Linked DNA regions of Zea mays: region 1 is linked to region 2. A link is a contact called in public Hi-C data. All regions are on one chromosome and are shown on one strand. The core of a region is the stretch at or near the end of the contact, and the rest is flanking DNA. Distances in the headings are between cores, read along the strand shown. Region 1 has its middle 7.8 kb from the start of LOC109942409. Region 2 holds the start of LOC100192495 (Protein LIGHT-DEPENDENT SHORT HYPOCOTYLS 5).

Region 1 (6,225 bases), core at 754-3,253, 94 kb before region 2:
AATAGGAACACTCTCCTTTTCTCAATCCTAACAACACCCATACACAGAGAGAGTCCAAAGAATTTTGGATTTCAAAAATAACGTTTTGAATTTAGAGGCTTGAGCAATAGCAAAGACTATTACCTGTGCTAAAACTACTAAGGAAGAATTAGATCCTGTGACTCAAGATATATAAAAAAATTTACATGATCATCGCATGAAATCTTTTCAAGGCACAACTGTTGTATTTGCTTTGTCCTTGAAACTTCCCTTTCCAATTCTTAACTAAAGTTGTTACTCATTTTATCTCTTTAGGCACTGAGTACACTAGGAGAAAACTTATTAGCGCCCTTATTTGTTTTGTCATTGAATCACCAAAACCCTCAACTTTGAGGTTGATTGCACTTACACCCATCCATGTAACTCCTCTCCTCTTTGCATAAACCATGCCCAACTAGAGTTCTTCCCTACTGGGAGCTCTTCTCCTCCGTGTGTGGCCCTTGCCTGACAGGAGCTCTTGGTGTGGTCTTGCATGGCATGCAGGAGCCTTTCTTTTACCACAACACCCACCGCCGCTTTGTCATGCACATCAGATTGGAGAGGAATGGTAGATGGAAGGAGGAAAGATAATAGCAACATGATTGATGTGGGTTTCAGAGAATGTCCTTTTGAAATCATACCCTTAGTTTTACCACTTTTCTCATTTTTACCCTTAGTCACGATTTTTGCTCAGTTTTATTCTTCAACAACTGAAGAAAAACAAGACTAAGGATATAAATGAGCAAACGAACAGAACTTAGGGCACCATTTTAAAATACCATTTAGATAAATAAGAGCTCTAGTTTTGAGGGTTTTTGCTAGAGGCAAAAAAAAAAAAGATCGCTTAAAGGCGAGGGGAGCCCTCAAGTTTGAAGTAGGGTTCTAATTCAAGGGCTATTGTGGGGGTATTTTAGGTCTTGTTTGTTTCCATAGTGCTAAAGTTTAGCACAACACTTCTTACTAAAGTTTAGCACATATGAAACCGAACAAACATACTAAAAGTGCAATGCTAAAATTTAGCACCCATTAGCATATTAGCTCTTCCTTTGGTGCTAAATTGTGCTAAAAGTGGTCACCTAGCTCATTAACACTCCCTGCCCCTCCTTTAGCACCGCTATATAAACATAAGTAAAGTGCTAAACTTTAGCACCTTCTTCAACACGTGCTAAAGTTTAGCATCTCGCTAAAGTTTAGTGCATGGAATCCAAACATACCGTTATTACATGTACATGTACGTAGAGCAAAATAAATTAGGAAAGCGTGCTTGACATTTGGCCTGGACCAAGAGAGAGCCCCAATAGTTTTTCTACATTATCGCTTTACGGGCCTTATTAGCGCAGATGGAGTGCCCTTTCGCCCACTTCAGAATTCGAAGCCTGCGTCAGCAGCACATTTTCTTTTTTATCATTGTTCACGTTTGCGCGTTCAGCGTCGTTTTGTCCGTTGCTCCTCGTGCATAAACATACGTAAGTATTTTTTGCAGAAACAAATGCTGGTTCCAAATTTGGTGGAATCAACGAAAAAAATTATGCACGCTCTGTACTTCAAGTTATAACAAGTCGCTTTAGTTTTTGTTGACATACAGTCCTTGTTAGGTAGCACGGTAATCCAACAGGCAGGCTGCAGGCATATGCAGTCTTGCAGCAGCCTGCTGCCTCCATATGTTGCAGTCACATTTTCGGAGATCTGCAGCCTCCAAACCCGAGCTGATGCCTGATGGTCATCGTACGTGTCCATGAGTCCGTCTCACGTATTCAATGGTTGTGAAGAAAGCGGCAACGCTTAGAAGCTACAGTGAGCGCGTACTAATCCTGGGCTCGCACGTGTCTTAATTAGGCTGCCATATCAGGTTTTAACTGGAGCAAGCAGATGGGACGACGCAACCGACAAAAAAAATATGGGCCCGCTTGCGCTTGGGCTGGGACAGGGACACAGTCACATGCACGGCCTTCCAAGCGCACGCAGGCCCGAGGAACTTTAGAGGACAAGACCCTGAACCTGACCCCATGAGGCCATGAGCCAGGATGATGACATGGACATGGACATGGACGAGCAGTTTGGTCCAGGCCTCCAGGGGAAATTTAAGGCTGACATGTACAGGCAAGGCATTCGCGTTCGTGTTCGATCGCATGGAAAGGGAGGCCGGAAGCGAAACGGCGTGGACGGGGCAGACGCTGGCTGACGTACGGCTGGTCTGGTATGATCTGATCGGTCAGCTGCAAGCATTCATCAGGCGATTCAGGCCTGTGCACACGCGTGCGTGCAATGCAATGCAAATATGCAATGGACGCACACGCACTGCCCTGCGTCGCCGCTCCTGCGCTTCGTCGCGCGTGCACATGCGCAGGGCGCTGTCGGCAGGTCAAAAATGGCCGGCCGACCGGCAGCTGGAGAAAGAAGAGAGAGAGAGAGAGAGACAGGGAGCTGCTGGGCTGAGGAGACGAGACGACTCATCAGGAAAGTGCTGCGATGATCTGCTGCTTTTCCACACACCGGCACATGCACGCGGCATTATTATTGTTTTGTTTGCTTTGCTTGCATGCCGCATCCGCCGGCACGGGCACGCGTGTGGTGTACGTGGCCAGCCGTACGCTGTACCCATCGACGTGTGTGTATTGTATTCTACGTACGTACGTACGGCGCGCGTGTATGCGTACGTACGTACGTACATGCGACGTGAGTATATGTGCTTGTTTAGCCGTACGTGGTGCTCCTTCTGTATCTCAAATTAATTCAGGTGCGTTGGGATCATTTTCTCCTTGGACGACGATGATGTTGACGTCGGACGAGGGTGTGCACGGTGTCCTCGTCGGATTATGTCGTATGTTGGGCGTGCAATTTTAAGAAAAAAAGCCTACTGTGCTGTACTGTACTGTACTCGATCGACACACCGACGTCGACGTGCGTGGCCGCGGCCGGCAGCAGATGGTGTGCGAGCGTCCTTGACTGATCATGCATGCATGGTACCATATATATGCTGCGTGCCTTGTATGACAAACAGTGCAACGCCACGTACGGCTGTTGAAGAAAACCAATCCACCAGTACGTCGAAGCACGCACAAATATAATCCGGACCAATAAATCGTCAACAAAGGACCAGACGTCTTTGTCCAGGTAAGCGCAGCGCAGCAAGCGACAAACCAGGCAAGATTAGCTATATATAGCTATCGGGGTTAACTCTATGATCTCGTCACATTGCAATTTTCATTGTTACTCTATGATCTTTTACTTGCCTCTGGCTTCTACTATATATATATCAAGAGCTCTTACGCGCATCTGACCTTCTCTAGCTTAATTATCGACACATATATTCATATTCATATGCGATACACGCATCTTCGATACTGTACATAGCGCCTGCTGGTCTAGCTTTGTGTTTAATTTTATTACGAGTTGCTAATAATAATGTTGCCGGTCTCAGTCGTCCTTGAGTTGGTGCTGCATACATGCTGGCTCTCCTCTTGACGACCTCTTCTCATCGCTCGCCTTTTTCAGTACGACGACTGCTCCCTTTCTCTGCCCGGATGACGGTGCAGCTGTTCTTCTTCTTGTACTGCCTTGCCATGCATGAGCCGGACGCGGCGTCAGTCAGGGCAACCGCCAACCGACGCTTGCTTCGGAAGTCCCTCACATCGCGAGGAGGAGGACTGTTTGGCATGCATGGCACATCAACGTACACGTCCAATCCACGGACGATGGGCGTGGCCGGCCGGGTGCTGCCGCCCGACGATGGAATGGATCGCTCGACCAGGGGAAATGGCAGCACCGCGGCGGATGGGCATTCATTCGCCTGAGCGTGCTGCCGTCGGTGACGCGACGTCTCCTGTCTCCACCACCCTCGCGCGATGCTGCCACGACGACAAATTGGCTGCAGCGCTGTGCCACCCAAAAATATCATGGTCTCATCGCCACACCTCGGTCTATATAGGATTCTCGTCTGGAACTTGATTGTTTTCCTGAGGTTCTTTATCTGTGACTTCAATTGCAACTAGTTCGATTAAATGTGAATTTGAGGGGATATCCCAATGAACATTGAGTAGAAAGAGATTTAATCTCTCTTAGATCATCTCTAGCAGGCCGTGTAAACGGCCATGAAAAGTACTGTTTTACACGGTACATTTGTACTATTTATAGAGAGTGTAGTTTAAAATAGTGAGTAAGATAGAGACTCTATTGGAGATAGTCTTAATCTCCTTCGATTCAGATGCACCTTAGAAACTGCAAACTAGCGACAGATAAAATGGTCACGTGTGTTACGATAATACATTTGCTATCTTGGAGTAGAGAACAGTCATTAAGGTTCCAATTTAACTCTACGGTAGCAATGTGATGCCCATTTAAATAGCTTGGTGAAGAACAATGTCAATAATTGAATTCCATTCTTCACCCATATGATTTGAATACCACTTAAAATCAAGTGCACACTAACTCTTGTTGTGGTTGCATTTCTTATTTTATTTTATTTTATTGATACCACTTGGAGAACAAATTATCATGACACCAATTGGTATAATTCACTTGTCCGTTCTCCAATGGCCGCTTTCTCTTGGGTGTTGCTTACTCTTTTATTAATCCTTTTCATAACTTTAACAAGATACCATTATCGTTCCTTAGATCACTACTCTGTTTAGCCTTCCAAGCCACATGCTTAGTGTTGGGGAGAAGGCTTTCAACCAAAAATCCATATTTGATGGAAATTGTTGTTTTAGTATGCTTTCCAGAAACAACCTCTCGGACAACATGCTTGGATTAATAGCATCATCCGGCTCTTCGTCGGTGAATGACACGCCGAAGGGAGGAGAAGGGACGAAGCCAGAACATAGTTGGATTTTCTTTGGACGTAATAGAGAGGAGGCTATGAAAGAAGAGGAAGAAACAAACACACATTGCTTAGGAATGAACTAAATGTCTTACATTCTCGGAACTTTGATTAAAATATTGCACGCATTGTTTATTTTATAACTTTGATTATGGCATGTCTCTTTCATTTGGTACAACTGCATATTTCTTATTCTTTTTGTGCCAAATCTAAGACTAATGTGCTTCCAAGTGTATTTCTATACTTAGTTTTAAATTGAAACGGAAATGAAGTTGTAGGAAAAGTCAACGCTTCCATTACATTTTCATCAGTATCATATACCCTTTGCTTTACTCATGTATTTACATCCATATCTTTCTTGTTGGAGGCCTCTAGGTTTCTTCGTTTTTAGCGCTTAATGCCAAAGGAGGAGAAATTAATAGGCCAAAGCAAAAGGACCGCACCACCACCTTGTATTCTGATAACTTTTATCTTCCAAATTGGAACTATTGCATTTGCAAAACCCTCTTGACAGCTAAGGGAAGGACTTTTTCAGAGGGTTTTTTATCTGGTCAAAGGAAAAGCATTTGAAAAAGGGCTAATTGCAAAAGAATTTGAAAAGACTTTTCCAAAAGATTTGCAAAAACAAGCCAAGTGGGACAAATGTGGTCCAAAATTCTAACTATATCAAAATATTCATATATACTTAGAACTGATTTCAAATCAAAGTAACTTATGCACATCTGTCAAAATACAAACTAGCTACAATTCTACACTTTATATTTGCTTTGGCTTGTGTTGGCATCAATCATCAAAATGGGGAGATTGAGAGAGAAATGGCCTTAACCATTTTCTATAAGGGCATGTTTGTTCCCTTGGAAATGAAACTCATTCCATGAATAACATTCTAGATATTAGATTCCTAAAGAAAGTAATTCCTTAGAATTTGATTCAATTCAAATTTTTGTTTGGATGCTAATGGAATTCTTTTCCATGAATCAAATTCAATATTCTCTTTGGATAGTTATATATGGAATTTACATATTTGGAGGGAAGTAACCACATTAACTTGTACACGACAAAATACACATGTTTCTTGTGTGCACATGTGCCTTGATGAGTCATATACATGTGCATTAGATTAGAGACAAGTTTTCACCCTACAATTTATCAAGCAACATGCATCACGAGAATAGTAATAATAATGCAGATTTGTCTCAAATGTCTACATATCATTGGAATACATTACTTGCTACTCAATGTGATGTTCAATTCACCCAACATAAACTAAGACAGCAACATCAACACACCCAACAACAGTTCAATTCACCCAACCACAACTCGGTTCACTTTTTAAGTTGCTTCAACATCCATCTCTTCCTCAAGATCACTAGAAGTGCCAATAAGGA
Region 2 (5,509 bases), core at 1,216-3,715:
ATCGTTTCAGTGAATGGTTAATGGACAAAAACATCCCATTCGGAGACTCTTTGGAAGAGAAAACAATGAAGAATTTAGCTTCTGGGCCATCGTGTTTTGTGACATCATGGCAAGCATATGACATCAATGGGTACACATTCTATACTAAATCAAAAGACATGAAAAGTGTTGCACAAAATAGCGGTGTTCGTATCGATGCTTTTGACCTACATGGACAGAAGACCACATATTTTGGATTCATAGAGGAAATATGGGAACTTGATTATGGCCCAAGCATGAAAATACCCTTATTTAAGTGCCAATGGGTACAACATCCCGTGGGGGTGATAGTGGATAACTACGGACTCACACTGGTAGACTTAAAGAAAGTAGGATATAAAGATGACCCGTGGGTTCTCGCCGAATGTGTTGCACAAGTGTTCTATGTACTCGATCCAGCAGATGAGAAGATGCATGTAGTTATTTCTGGAAAGCAAAAAATTGTTGGAGCTGAGAATGTGAGAGACGGAGATGAGGAATACAATAAGTATGAAGAGATGTTCGTCTTTAACGGTCCAGAGAGAATCAAGCGTGTGGAAAAGAAAATTGATAAGAACTTAAAGCCATACATGCGGAAAAATGGTAGTTCATGAAAAATTATATGAATCAAATTGTATTTGTTAGCATGTATGATCGACTATGCATTGTGGTTGCCAATTAATTTAAAATCTCTCTAGTTATCTATGTGTGCTATTAAAATTCATTTAAATTGTATTTGCATATTTCTGTTAAAAATTAAATATTAATTCATTTAAATTGTATTTGCATATTTCTGTTAAAAATTAAAATATTAATTCATTTAAATTGTATTTTCATATTTCTGTTAAAAATTAAAATATTAATATGGTAATCAAATCACAATCACATGCGGTTTTTCATTACGGTCCGTTTGTGAAAAGAATAGAGCACCACAAGCGGTTCGAAACAAAAACCGCTTGTGATACTAATACATCACAGGCGGTCCGAATAGCCTGGGACATCCCAGGCGGTTTTCTAACCGAACCGCCTGTGATGTAAAAAGTCTACCGCTTGTATAGAGACAAATTGTAGTAGTGTATGTTACTGTTTCCCGTTCTAACTGTTTGTACGGTCAGATTTGCAAAGGGCGACTCTATAGAGATCTTCCATTGCATGTCAGTCCATCCATGTGTGTTGCTGCTGATGTTGTGTGTCGTCAGTGGTTTGCTCTAGAGTTTTGCTAAGCAGATCGTCCAATGGTCATGCATTCTTGGATTTAGATGAATTCAAAGAGAGCTTGAGACTTGCGAGTTGTGTTTATAGTCATTCATGTTGTTCGTTCAAGATCAAAATACTAATGTGAAGTTGGCTGCTACTCCAGGCCGTGCGTCATGGCAAATTCGTGGCCCACTCCTAGGTTTCCAGGCCTTTGGCGGTTTGGCCTATGTCGGATGCACAGTTAGTTCGGCCGAATACAATACGAATTCGTTAAGTTTTGTCTTTTATTTGGTTTTAGTAAATCGGTGGACTTTGTAAGAACGAGCTTAAAAATGATTTTTTTGGACCAAAGTAAGTTTACGTTATGATCAGCTTAACTGCACAACATTTTTTTGTTTATCATTAAAGTTTAAGCCACGTTTAATTTATTAGGATTGGTCATATCTCATTTCCATTGCAACATAATGATACATTTTTTACTCCCAAAAGGTGATCAAGAATTGTGTTTTTTTAGAAGAAACGAGTAGTAACTTCATTTTAAATTACTACAGCTCAGAGCGACTCCAACAAACTAGTCCAAGAAACTAGACAGATCATTTTGTAAAGATAAGTTTAGCTATTATTAGAAGAAAACATCTCCGATAGACTTTATAAATGGCTCTTCAAATTTAGCATCTATCCATCGTCTACACCTCCGCTATCTATTTTTTGGATTTGACTCGCCATATAGAGTTCTGAAGTTACAGAGTCTATTGAAATAGTCGACTTCTTTTTTGTAAAATCTATTTTATGGAGTGGCTAAATCAGTAAATTTAATTTGCCTAAGAAAACACTTGATGTTGGGAGACTATAGTCAGCAGATCGAGTATATACGACCGTACGAAACATTTTTTTTTTTGCACTTTAATTGAGTTTGAAATATAATCTAGAGATAGCCTAACAAGGGGCGTTCAAACCTATTTCCAATTTCATCCCCGACATGGTAGTGCTAGACCCAAGTCATACGTACACTACGGATTTGCGCTCAAGCTAGAAGAATAGATGGACAGTGAAACCTGGCGCATGTACTAGACGCGCGCATGTATTGGCGTACGTACGTAGGTCAAGCAGCGTGCGCCAAGACAGACGAGACGAGACGAGACGACAAGGGACGCATACATGCTACGCCTACCTCCGGAGCGAGCACTGTTGCACCCGCCGTGGCCATAAATGATTGGGGTCACCGCCCGGTCGGCCGCGTCCGCCAGCCTCTCCTCCTCCACCGGATCGACGCTGCAGGCAGGTAGCTGCAGCTCCGTCCTCGCCCTCAGCGTCTAGCCTCCAGCTATATACGCCCACCCTATCTATCGCCACCAGCGTCCCGTCCTCGGTCCTCCATCAGTAGTAACCACTCCTCGTCGTCTCTCTCGCGGTCTCGCCTCCTGCAGCTAGCTCTCGCCAGAAAGGGAAACCGCATCTGCTTCAGCCTCCCGTCCCGTCTCGGCGCCGCCGCCTGATCGACCAGAGCCCAGCGCGGGGCGTCGAGGCCGTCCGGGGCGGGTCCGGCGCTCAGGTGAGCTCGGCTGCTGTGTGATTTCTTCTTTTGTTTTCTTCTCGCAGTCGCAGCTGGTTGAAATTGGCGTGTCTCGGCTCGCAACTGGCCCTTCTCCAGCCACTCTGCGCGGCCCGCCAGTTCTCTAGGTAGGCTGCCGCAGTAGCTCTGCAGCTGCTGACCTCAGATCAGGCAATTCTTGGGATGCGCTGCCCTCAGAGACGCCGTACTTGCCCTGGACCAGCTGATGCTGATCTCGTCTCCCCCGTTGCAAACCCTAGTTCTTTACTCCTCTTTTCTCGATTAAGTAGCAGCAGGATCCAGGACCACGAAATCCCGAGCTTATTTTTTGCAATTTGTTCGTCTTCCCACTTTCCGAAAGCTTCTCTCCCTTCTGCACAAGCTCAGGATTATAAGTAGCACACTACAAGGAGCATGTAATCCAACTCGCTCATGGGTGATGGCGGCGAAAAAACTTCAGTCTTTTGAATCGATATTTCGTTTCCCGGCGTTGCCGTCGCACTAATCGAGCGGGCTGCATGCAGATCTGAGGCGAGTAGCAAGCGAAGAACATGCAGATGCAGGTCGGAGGAGGCGCGGCCGACAGCCCGGGCGCTGCGGCGGCGGCGGGCGCGGAGGCGCCGCGCCCGAGCCGCTACGAGTCGCAGAAGCGGCGGGACTGGCACACGTTCGGGCAGTACCTGCGCAACCACCGGCCGCCGCTGGAGCTGGCGCGGTGCAGCGGCGCGCACGTGCTCGAGTTCCTGCGCTACCTCGACCAGTTCGGCAAGACCAAGGTCCACGCGCCGGGGTGCCCCTTCTTCGGCCACCCGTCGCCGCCCGCGCCGTGCCCGTGCCCACTGCGGCAGGCCTGGGGCAGCCTTGACGCGCTCATCGGCCGCCTGCGCGCCGCCTTCGAGGAGCACGGGGGCCGGCCCGAGGCCAACCCCTTCGGCGCCCGCGCCGTGCGCCTCTACCTCCGCGAGGTCCGCGACAGCCAGGCCAAGGCGCGCGGCATCGCCTACGAGAAGAAGCGCCGGAAGCGGCCGTCCGCCTCGTCCCAGTCGTCGCCGCAGGCCGCGACGACCCCGCCGTTGCAGGCCCCTCCCGTCTCCACGCCGGCCCTCTCGGACGCGGCGGCCGAGAGGGCCGACGTGCGGGCGCACGTCCCCGACGCCGGGCACGGGCACCAGCACCACTTCTTCATGCCACACCCGCAGTTCCTGCACGGGTTCCGACTGCTGCCAGGCAACCCCGAAGCGGTGGCTGGCAATGGTAATGGCGATGGCAGCAGCAGCAGCGCTAGCGTCGCTGCCGGCAGCGGGGACGAGATAGCGCTGGCGATGGCGGCGGCGGCGGAAGCGCACGCGGCGGGGTGCATGCTGCCGCTGTCGGTGTTCAACTAGGCAGGCGTATAGCCGAGCGAGGTAGGGCTTAAACAATAGATTAATCCGGGTGCTTATCTAGTGTTAAGATCGATCTCATTGTCGCGATGGAGATGAACCGATCAACACACACGTACGTGCTGCTGTTCTTCAGGATTTCCTATTCCTATTCTCATATCTCCCCCCTTTTGGTTACATGATGCTCATGCATTTCCTGCTGCGCTGCTGGGAAATGGTACTAGTAGCTGTGCTTGGTACTGTAGGGTTTGCAGAATCCTGCTTGTTTTGTGTATGCAGTGCAATGATGATGGAGATATAATATAATGGAATGCTTAATTTCCAGGTTAATGTTATTGCTGCTTCCTCTCTGTGATTGATCCTTGTGCCAGATATTTTCATGCTTTCATGATTTGACAAATTAATTATGAAGAGATAAAAAAAAAAGAGGTTCTGATGGCATAGTTATTAAAATCTGACGTAGCATATAACTCTGCATGGAGACTGGCCTTATATCTACACCCTCTCTGAGATTAATATTGGATCTTTCATTTTTAGTTTTTTTATGCTTATCTCTTGTTTTGAAATGACATGCATCCTTAGTTTTATCAACTTCCTTATTTTTATGGATCCTTAGCCATTTTTTTGCGTAGTTTTATACTTCTGCTTTATTGAAAAAAACACGATTAATGATAAAAATAAGAACATCAGTAAAACTAAGAGCACCACCTTAAAAGACCGTTTTTTTAGTTCCAGTATACATGGACGATCTTGGTCGATTTTCAGGTATATGCCATTTAAAACGCACAAAGAAAGACTCCATGCTGGTACATGATATGCATGCATATGGAAGTTTTTTCTTTTGATATAAATGATGCATATACAAGCTGACAACATGTTATAAATGACAAGTTAAATAAAATATGTCTAATTTGGAACAAAGAACCAACAAAAATGGCAAACATTTTCAGGACCTCGTATGCTAATTTGTTAAAAAAACTACTCCGTTGCACAAATATTTTCTCTCATATATATTAGGCCATGTTTGGTTCCGGGGCTAAATTTTAGTACATGTCACATCAAATGTTTAGATACTAGTTAGAGGTATTATATATAATCTAATTATAAAATTAATTACATAAGAATTAAACAATAAGATGAGTCTTTTAAATCTAAATAATTCATGATTCGTTCCTACAATAAATATTTTCAAATCATGGATTAGTTGGGTAAAATAATTTTGTCTTGTCGTTTAGTTTTTAGTTATATAATTAGTTTTATAATTAGACTATTTAATACTTATAATAGGTATTCAAATATTTTATATGACATTGGCTAAAATTTAGTCCCGAGAAAATGTCTGAGGACCGTTCATTGTAGG

The links. Hi-C and Micro-C count contacts between places; a contact is called where the count stands out from the background.
Region 1: a contact with region 2 is called in a Hi-C map of tassel, with 3 times the contacts expected there. The contact joins the enhancer-like site here to the promoter of LOC100192495 in region 2. A contact is called at or near these places in 4 of 25 Hi-C or Micro-C datasets (ear, endosperm, leaf and 1 more).

The regions. Positions count from the first base shown.
Region 1 is chr9:116,646,694-116,652,918 of Zm-B73-REFERENCE-NAM-5.0, reverse strand. No RefSeq gene overlaps it. Among protein-coding and RNA genes, the nearest start is that of LOC109942409, 7.8 kb to the right of the region's middle. Within about 2 kb of position 2,003, at least 19 of the 20 cell types and tissues checked have an H3K27ac peak or open chromatin away from gene starts, as enhancers often do. A contact at or near this core is called in ear, endosperm, leaf and 1 more, where this site is marked.
Region 2 is chr9:116,554,323-116,559,831 of Zm-B73-REFERENCE-NAM-5.0, reverse strand. It overlaps LOC100192495 (Protein LIGHT-DEPENDENT SHORT HYPOCOTYLS 5), which reads left to right and starts at 2,465. Exons shown (of 2, transcript NM_001137715.1): 1 at 2,465-2,767; 2 at 3,292-4,477. The coding sequence starts at 3,319. The coding sequence ends at 4,152.